2 separate regions of the Mus musculus genome follow, and region 1 is linked to region 2. Evidence: chromatin contacts called from public HiChIP or PLAC-seq data. All regions are on one chromosome and are shown on one strand. The core of a region is the stretch at or near the end of the contact, and the rest is flanking DNA. Distances in the headings are between cores, read along the strand shown.

Region 1 (4,621 bases), core at 1,083-3,582, 540 kb before region 2:
ATCAAAAATCGATATGTAAGGTTCTGGGGTCCCTCAGTGACCTCATCTGAGAAACAGTGTCTGCATCATTACATCTGACTCTAGTAGGGAGAAACTCAGATCTATTTCTCCAGCCTGGAGTCCTGCTTCTCCCCTTGTGCTTCTCCATAGGGTCTGGTGCCACACAGATCCCAGCACATACTCACAGAGAGACATCCATACAGTCACATGTTAGTGAACTGAGTCATGTTCACCAGGGATCAGACTTAGGTAAATAGTATCTTGACCATCAGAGCCACACAATCCATCTGAGGCACACAGTCCTTCAGAGGATTGGTACAGATTACAGACTAGAAGGGGAGACCAAGGTCCAGGCTAGCAGACCCCACCCTCCACCCCCACCCTGAGCACACAGATCCAGACTGCAGTTTTCTCAGTCGCAGATAGGAAAAGCCAGAGCTTCTAGAGGCAGCACAAGACCTTGGGAGGATTGTGGAGAAAGAGAAAGGCAAAGCCAGCAGAATCAAAGGGTTGAGACAACCTTCTCTAAAATCATAACCTTTGAGTAGTTGGGTGAAATTGGTATGCTGAGCCCACATGAGGACCCTTGGGAAAGCCACGGGCGGGTAGGAGTCTATGTCTGAACTAGTGATGGAGGGGTGTGAGGGCAGAGCTTGGTGAAGATGATCAAGTACAGGACCTAAGTACCACCAGGTACCAAGAACCCACACACACTGCTAGGGGTTCATGTCCCATCCTGGAGCAATGGACAGGCACATAAACCTCGTGCATCTGTAATGGACTTGAGCCAACAGTAACAGAAGCATCCTCCAAGGGGGCTGCCCCTCCAGCCCTCTAGCAAAAGGCAATGTCCTGAGCTGGTTGAAGACTACTGGATAGAAAAGGGAACAGAGTTTAGTGATACCACCTTGCTCTAAATCATTGTCCATGTGATTCTAGGAAGAAACTGAGTAGGAGTTGAGGTTCGGACCCGAGAAGGAGGACAGGAAGTCTTGGGTGACACAAAAGGAAGAACAGGTTAGGTAGGTGTGACCACACATTTAGTATGACAATACCTCTTTCATTCTGAGAGACTGAAACTCTTGCTAGACCTCACAGAGAGAGTTGATAATACACTTAGTGGCTACTGTAGACTGCTATCCTACTGTGTGCGATTAGCTAGTTAGTTTAACCTGCCTTTAAGAGAACAACATAGCAACTGCCTTAATTTCCTTGGGTTTTTTACATTAATGTTTATGACCTAAGTTAATAAATAGTTGAAATCTGAATATATATATATCCTCCCATACTCTATAACCACAAGTATTGCATGTGTGGACAGCAGAAAATGAGTTAAACGGAGCCATATAAAGTGAGTACCCTCAAGACAACATATGGCTATTGCTTGATAGCATTTGTTAGTTTATCTAGGTCAGTTGGAGTCAGTGATTTAATTTCTTGAAAAAAAAAACCTGTTAAAGATTTTTGTAACATATCCTTCCCTCTGCATGTGATGCTCTCTGTCTTGTTCGATAAAGAGAGGACAAAGTCCTTTGTTGGGGATGGAGACAGACAGATCCACAAGACAGCATGCAGACAGGCACGGACCCAGACTCACACCCCAGAAAGAAAATTACAGAAGACATAGGGAGAGAGAAGTAGAAATTGCAAATCCAAGCCCATTGTTAGTGAAATTGCACCAAAGAGAATTGCTTCTTACCATCTTCTCCTTAATGAGACACCTACACATTATTGGTGCCTCTGAGCTCATCATTAGAAAGGTCGGACTGATTCATAGACAGTAAAGGTGGCCACTCAAGTAAGTGACCACAGACTTCAACAGAATGTAGGTCGTTCGGGTGACTGAACCCCATCTGCCTGTAGAAAGCCAGCCTCAAGCACCACTGCACTGAAGGCAAACACAGACATGTTGACACTGATGCCTACCCCACTCAGTACTTGAGTGAAAACCCGAGGAAACCGTATATTCTCCACCTTCTTTTATTGCTATATTATGCTACTCAGGAGCAGTGGAGCCTCTGCCAGGTAAGGGGAGACAGAGAATGAATCAGGGAAGGGGTATTGAATATGCCAGTGTGGGGGTGACTCCCAACAACCTTCCCTGCTTCTGCAGGTCTCAATGGTCATGAGCAGCTGCCCAGTGCCAGGGCCGGATTGGAGGAAAGAAAGGAACTAAGCAACCTGAGATGGCCCCTCAGCTGCCGTGGCACAAGGCCCTGTGAATGTGAAATCTCTAGCTGGCATCAGAGGCAGCAACCTAGCAAGAGCAGTGGGCATGCTGTAAAGCCACAGATGCTGTTGCAATTAGCAGGGAGAGCACGTTCCCACCCCACAGCTGACAGGGAACTCATGGATCTGGGCCACGTGGGGCCTTATCTTCTACAGAGTAAACAGCTCGGGAAGTCTCACTAGCTGCTTTGAGACAAGAGAGGCCTTTCATGTTTTAGCTCTCAGCTTCTCCTTGCTAGAGATGCACACCTCCTGTTCACATGGTGGGGGGGGGGGGAGGATGCAGCAGCCCTTGCGCCCTGCGCACAAGCACACATGTATCCCAGAAAGAGGTGCTGCCGAAATCTGAGGGCATGGCCAGAATTCAACCCGGAGATCCCAGAGTGCAAAGGAAGACAGCTCTGTCTGTGGATCCCAGTCCCATTCTCTTCCGTCTTAAAACCCATCTCCTTTCTGTCCTTAGAAATGCAGAAAGGATGGTTAATAATTAATAGGTAAAGGCCTCTGCATTATTAAATGCCAGGATGCTAGGCCAGCCCAGCCCAGAGCTGGAGACAGAATGGATGGTACAGCAGTCCTGGCAGCCATCTGGAGTCCTCTAATCACCTATCCCAAGAAACAAGGGCAAACCAAATGCCATATAGTATATACCAGCCAGGAGAGGGCAGGAAGTTTTCTGTAGGACTGCACAGAGGACCATCATGACTGAGGGGCCCTGGGCACACACCCGCTGGGTCAGGTGACAAGGGTTGGGGCAGCAAGATGCAGAAGTCTTTAAGGGAAACAACTTGGATGGTTTATGAAACAAACCTACTCTGTCCCAAAATCTCTGTCACAGAGACACAGCTTGGGGCACATTGGGAGCTCACGGCCAAGTCCATTTAAGAGATGTTTAAACAGAGGCGCAACAGAGTTTGTCCAGATGACGCCGATTCACCCAAGAGCTATATCACTGATGGAACAGCCCATCACTTTGAGGTGTACACCTGATTTCATATGCAAACATCAAGGCTAGAACATCAGGCTCAGAGAACACCACATTTAAAAAAAAATCACTGTTAGCAGAATTAGTAGAAGCTCACTGGCTCAGACTGCTGCTTTTTCTTTTAAAAAGAATTCTGCTTATTAGAAAAAAAGGAAAACCAGCACGCCTAGCCACAGGCGGGGGTCCTACCTTTCCTTCTCCAGGACAATACGTGCCTGTAGGAATCAGGCTCTCTTTAATTAATTACTTACTGGTCCCTGGGGTTACAAGGGCACAACCTCTGGAGAAAGACTCACGGAGGCCAAGCTCTGTCCTTTCTCCGGGCACATTCCCTCCCCTTGGCTGGCAGGGAACTCATGTTATGTGGGCCACTTGGGGCCTTATCTTCTACAAAGTAAACAACACAGGAAATCTCACTAGCTGCTTTGAGACAGAGACCTTTCATGTTTTGGCTTCTTGCTTTTCTTTGCTAGAGACACGCACCTCTTGTTCACATGGGAAGGGGGAGGGAGAAGCAGCCATTGTGTCCTGTGCACCAACACACATGTATCATAGAAAGAGGCACTGCTGAAATCTGAGGACATGACCAGAATCTAACCTGAGATCCCTGAGAGCACAAAGGAGCACAGCTCAGCCTGTGGATCCCAATCCCATTTTCTTCCATCTTAAAGCCCATTGTGACTTGGAGGGTGACTGGCATATGACATCATCATGATGCCCTTACTCAGATCATTCTAAGCATTTCCTTGGGCATGTCCAGTGGTTGCAGGTACGGCTAGAAAGCCTTCACCTGGCTGTGAGTTTCTTGAAGGAGCATGGTCTCATCAGTTCCTTTTTATACTATGGATTGTTATAATTAACAAAGAAAATATTCATATATGTTAGGTGATCTCGTTTCTAATATTGGTAGCAGAATAGTGTCTCTCTGTGAATAGCAAAGCCCATATTAACTTAGTTCAGAATCCACAGTTAGCATTCCAAAGGGAAGTTCTAACAATAATCCTGCCAATGGTCTCCTGACCTTCAGTGACCTCTCCCACCAATGCCTTTCCCCCACAGGTAACATACAAGGGAGAGGTAATGGTATATAAGCCAGAGAGCAGAGGGCACATCTCCACAGTCTCCTTGCAGATGTCTGAGCAGCCTCGGGTATAAGCCTCAGGCCTGTGCTTCTCTTTGAAGAACAACCTGCAATTCAGAGCCAGGAAAGAATCCCAGACTCAGGCTTTTTACTGCAACGGGCTGTGACCTTCCCCTCCCGATGTGGCCTGGAAAGTTCTCTCCCTTGTGATCCGGGAGTCTTATCCAGCATTCATCCCCAAGCCCCAAGCCCTTGATTGTTCTCAGCACCAAGTAAGGAAGGCAATATCCTTTGGCAGGCTGGTGTGGAATTGAGAAAGGTCACGT
Region 2 (4,016 bases), core at 813-3,312:
AAGATAATAATAATAAAATCATAATAATAATTAATAAGTGAATAAAACCTCCAGCACTGTGATAAGGCCTCATCTGAGGACTTTACCTAACCTCCCAATGCCTTTCCAAGGACCCCCCATTTCAGATACCATCAACATGTGGCTTTAGGGATTATATCCCCAGTATGTAACTTTGTGTACACATATCTACCACAGCAGTTATTCTGGCTACAGCATGCTGAATACATGCCAGTCCCTTTCAGCACGTTTATAATTCCCTGGATTTGAAGGGTTGGGTGTGTATGTGTGCTGTGTGGGTGATTTATATGTGGTGTGTGCATGTGTGACGTGTGTGTGTACATTTACATGAGTATATCCTGCTATTAACTAGGCTCTGACACCCAAAGGTATGAATGTATCTGCTTGCCCTAGCTGATGTAAGCAGTGTAGTCCCCAGCTCAGCTCTTACTCCTGATGACCCAGGAACCATCAGTCAGCCCTCCCCTCACTTCAAATGTCTGTGAAGGGATCATTCCAACACAGAGGGGGAGAACCAGTGTGAAAACCAAAGAGATGGCCAGTGAAGGTTCTGAACCAGAACAGAAGATGGCCGGTATCAGATGTGAGCAGAGGTGCATTGTTCACGGTCTACTGCATCCATAGCGGTGGGTACTGGACTTATCCTGTCCTCTCATGGAGCGCTTTTATGGCCACTTCTGGTGTCCATCCTCAGTAAAGCCTGTGAAAAAGGCAGACCAGCGTTGTTCCAATCTGAAACTAAAGGCCTAGGGAAGTGGTCAGTTCCAGGTTGTAGGGACTAAAACTGCCACCAGGCCCGGGGTTCTCCGCAGCCGCTGGACACGAGCAGGCGATGTGCATGGGTCAGCTTCTGCCCTGGGCAGCAGATGCTGTCTCTGCATCAGACGTGTTCACAGGTTTAGGATTGTGGCTTAGAAGTGAGCTCCTGATGACTGCTTGAGCTGGGCTATATTTCTTGCTGCATCTGTGCAGATGGTCTCTTATGGGAGCCCACTCTGGGCATCCCACTGAGAACACTGTCCTCTGTCTCCGGTTCTTGGGGAGGCCTGGTAAGGTTAGGCGGGGAGGCGGGGGGCTTTGTGTCAGCACCCAGAGTGTAGCAGTTGCCAGCTCGCAGGAGCACACTTGCTTGTGCACACTCACGCCTCTCTCTCCCGCAGCCTCTGTTCAGCTGTGGAGGTCTCGTCTGGGCCGTGTGCTGTACTCCATGGCAAACTGTCTGCTCCTGATGAAGGTATGTGGGCGGCTGAGCTGTAGAGCACCTTGTTCTAGCAGACAGTGTCAGCTAGAGGCTGCAAGGAAGTGCTGCGTGTTCCAATAGGCCTGACAAGGAAGTGAGCCGTGGGCCTCAGCAGTCTTCAGTGTGGCCTAGATTGCTCAGTAGAGTTCACTCACACTTGGGGGCCTAACTTGTCGTTGTAAAATTTCCACAGAAAACAGTTTATATTGCTGAATTTAATTGCACGGGCCTAGGTCTAAACAGTCTAATTAAAACTGCTCACTCCGCCCGAAAATGGGCGTTTTCCTCTGAACTCCATCCAGAAAATCTCACCTTTGTTCTGATTGTTTTACTGTGAGGGTCATTTTTTAATGATTGATGGATTTGACATCTGAAGGCAGTCTTTCCCACCAGACCCTCTTGTGAGGACCTCACCCCGAGCTGTGCACCTGAGGAGCCAGTGTGACTCGGGGAGCTCTGCCGGGCTGTCAGTCACTGAATTTCCAGTCCATTCTCCACGTGGGCCCTGCCAGCGGGTTTTCAGCTTCTCTCTCATTTCAAATACATCCCATGCCTGGCTTGCCTCCCGCCCTGGGCACGGGTGGCCTGCCACAGAGCTGGCGGCCTTGCTGCCAGCTGCAGGCAGGCACTGAAGCCGCCACGGAATCTGTCAGCAGCAGACGCCCAGAGCAGCGCTGTTAACACCTTCCGAGCTGTGGTGAGACGGCTCATCAGCTCATCCTCAGCCAAGGTCGTCCTGCTCTGACTGAGCGGCCGCCAGCGGGCAGGTTACCAAGGGGAAGAGCGTGCTCCTCGCTTTAGAGCGACTGGCAGCCCTCCACGTGGCCAGCTCCTTGGACCTGGCAGGAAAGTCTGTGACCACAGCCCAGCCATAGGACAGTGTGTTTCCTCTGCACCTCTGCAGACAGGTGACGTGTGACATTGGGTGTAGACAGGCTCTTGTAGTAGGTGACCTTGACACAGAAGAATGGGTTTCCTAAAACCTCTCCAGCTGTCCTCACAGCTCTTTCCGACTCTTGAACACATTACAGCTTTTAGAAGTTCTGTGTGAGATATTTGCACATGGTCTGTTGCCACAGGGCCACTTTGTTCCTGGTATCTTCCCACATCCACCTCCCTGGTGACATCATTGCAGAGCCTCCCCCACCTCCCCATGGGCTGCAGCCCTCAGCCAAGGAGGGGCCTGCTTCCTTCTGTCCCACCGCCCCCTGTGAGGCCTGCCTCTCCTCACTGCTGTGGCCTGTAGCAGCCTGAGAAGGCACCGGGAGCCTCCAGTCTCCTGAAGTCTCTGAGCCTTGGTTGCCTTCTTAGGCTTGCAGCACTGGTGGTGCCCAGCCACAGGCTGAAGATGCTCAGGGAGGAAGTCGCTGCTCAGCTGCAGTGCACTCAGCTTGCCTTTCTGAGAGACTCTGTTAGAAAATAGTGTAACAAAAAACGCTTTCCTTTGTTTTACTGCAGTAGTGACACCGCCAGCAATGTAGGCACAGGCACCAAACGTCTGCCTGTGACATCCTGTCACCCAAGGTTCTGAACGGGACGGATTATCATGTCTCAAAAATACTTTCTCCATGGATGTAATTTAAATTAAAAGTTTGATTTAATCTTGATTTTCATGAGTTAAAGAAATGCTGTAAGGAAAGTGGATGTGAGCACATGCAGTCTGCTGCCATCTAGTGGACACGACAAGTATTGCCACAGTAGCTGGGCTGCATAGCTGGGGCCTGTGTGCCAGCTAACAATGACCTAATTAATCAGCCTTTTAATGATAAGAAATTTGCTCATATGTTCTAGTTCTGAGAGTCCCACTATATATTTCCAGGAACACCCGCTTGCAAGACAAAGCCCTTCGTTCATAAATGTGATATCCTGAGGTTTCACAGTAGCCATAAGATACCTGGACAGTTTTCAGCTTCACGTCCTTATACCTCCCACACAGCATTGACTATTGTGGCTTCTCTTTTGTGGGGAAGAGCCTGCCACACACAGGGTGCCTCCTCTTTGCTTGGAAAACACTACATAAAGCCTTTGTTGGCAACAGAACAGCCATTAATACAATTTAGCAGTCTCTCAGCCAATGCAGTTTTTAGGTGCAAGTCAGGCAAGAATGCTTTTGCCCACATATGAGTGTTTGTATTTCTATTCAAGGGCAGGTCAGTGTAGTCAGAAGAGTAGAGCGGACACACTACAAGAAGCTGTTGTCAGCTGGCCTCCAGGTTCCCAGAATGAGTGATTTCATTGACTAACAGCCAACTAGGTGGCCGTCAGTGACAGCCCTGAACACTCCCTCTAACCGCCCCCAGGCTTGTTGACACATGCTGACACTGATGCCGATAGCACCTGCCTGACAACCCCTTCTCTGCTGCTGCTTTTTCGGATCAGTCCCAAACCTGTGGATCCACCCTGCCTCCTAGGAGAACTGTAAAATCCTATCAAAACTGAACCTGGTGGTACATACCTTTAACACCAACATGGGAGACAGAAACAGATGGATCTCTTGAGAGTTCAAGACCAACTGAGTCTCTATAGTTAGTTACAGGCTGTACAGAGCTATACCGTAAGACTCAGTCTCAAAAAAGTTATATATAATGGGTATATTTATAGCCTGTTTCTTTTCTGTTGGGCCATTCTCAGTAGCATGTACCCTTGACCCTAGGGCAAGTTTGAAAGGCAGCAATGCCAATCAAAAAAATCTAAGATCCTAGCAGGGCTTACTCCTGAGGCATACTGACCCTCCATGCCATGCACCCTGGCCCTCCAT

What was found. HiChIP or PLAC-seq counts read pairs in DNA pulled down with a chosen protein or histone mark.
Region 1: an H3K27ac HiChIP or PLAC-seq map of oligodendrocyte precursor cells shows a contact between it and region 2, with 7 times the contacts expected there. The contact joins two enhancer-like sites. A contact is called at or near these places in 2 of 484 Hi-C or Micro-C datasets (cerebral cortex and embryonic stem cells), 2 of 115 datasets of contacts at active chromatin or transcription factors (astrocytes and oligodendrocyte precursor cells) and 1 of 9 other capture datasets (embryonic stem cells).

The regions. Positions count from the first base shown.
Region 1 is chr12:29,237,837-29,242,457 of GRCm38.p6, reverse strand. The region is part of intron 1 of Gm31569 (a long non-coding RNA gene); the gene reads right to left. Among named protein-coding and RNA genes, the nearest start is that of Gm31569, 34 kb to the right of the region's middle. Within about 2 kb of position 2,332, at least 56 of the 459 cell types and tissues checked have an H3K27ac peak or open chromatin away from gene starts, as enhancers often do. A contact at or near this core is called in cerebral cortex and oligodendrocyte precursor cells, where this site is marked.
Region 2 is chr12:28,698,772-28,702,787 of GRCm38.p6, reverse strand. Trappc12 (trafficking protein particle complex 12) reads left to right here. Exons shown (of 12, transcript NM_178811.5): 8 at 1,179-1,252. Among named protein-coding and RNA genes, the nearest start is that of Mir6937, 21 kb to the right of the region's middle. Within about 2 kb of position 2,062, at least 94 of the 459 cell types and tissues checked have an H3K27ac peak or open chromatin away from gene starts, as enhancers often do. A contact at or near this core is called in cerebral cortex and oligodendrocyte precursor cells, where this site is marked.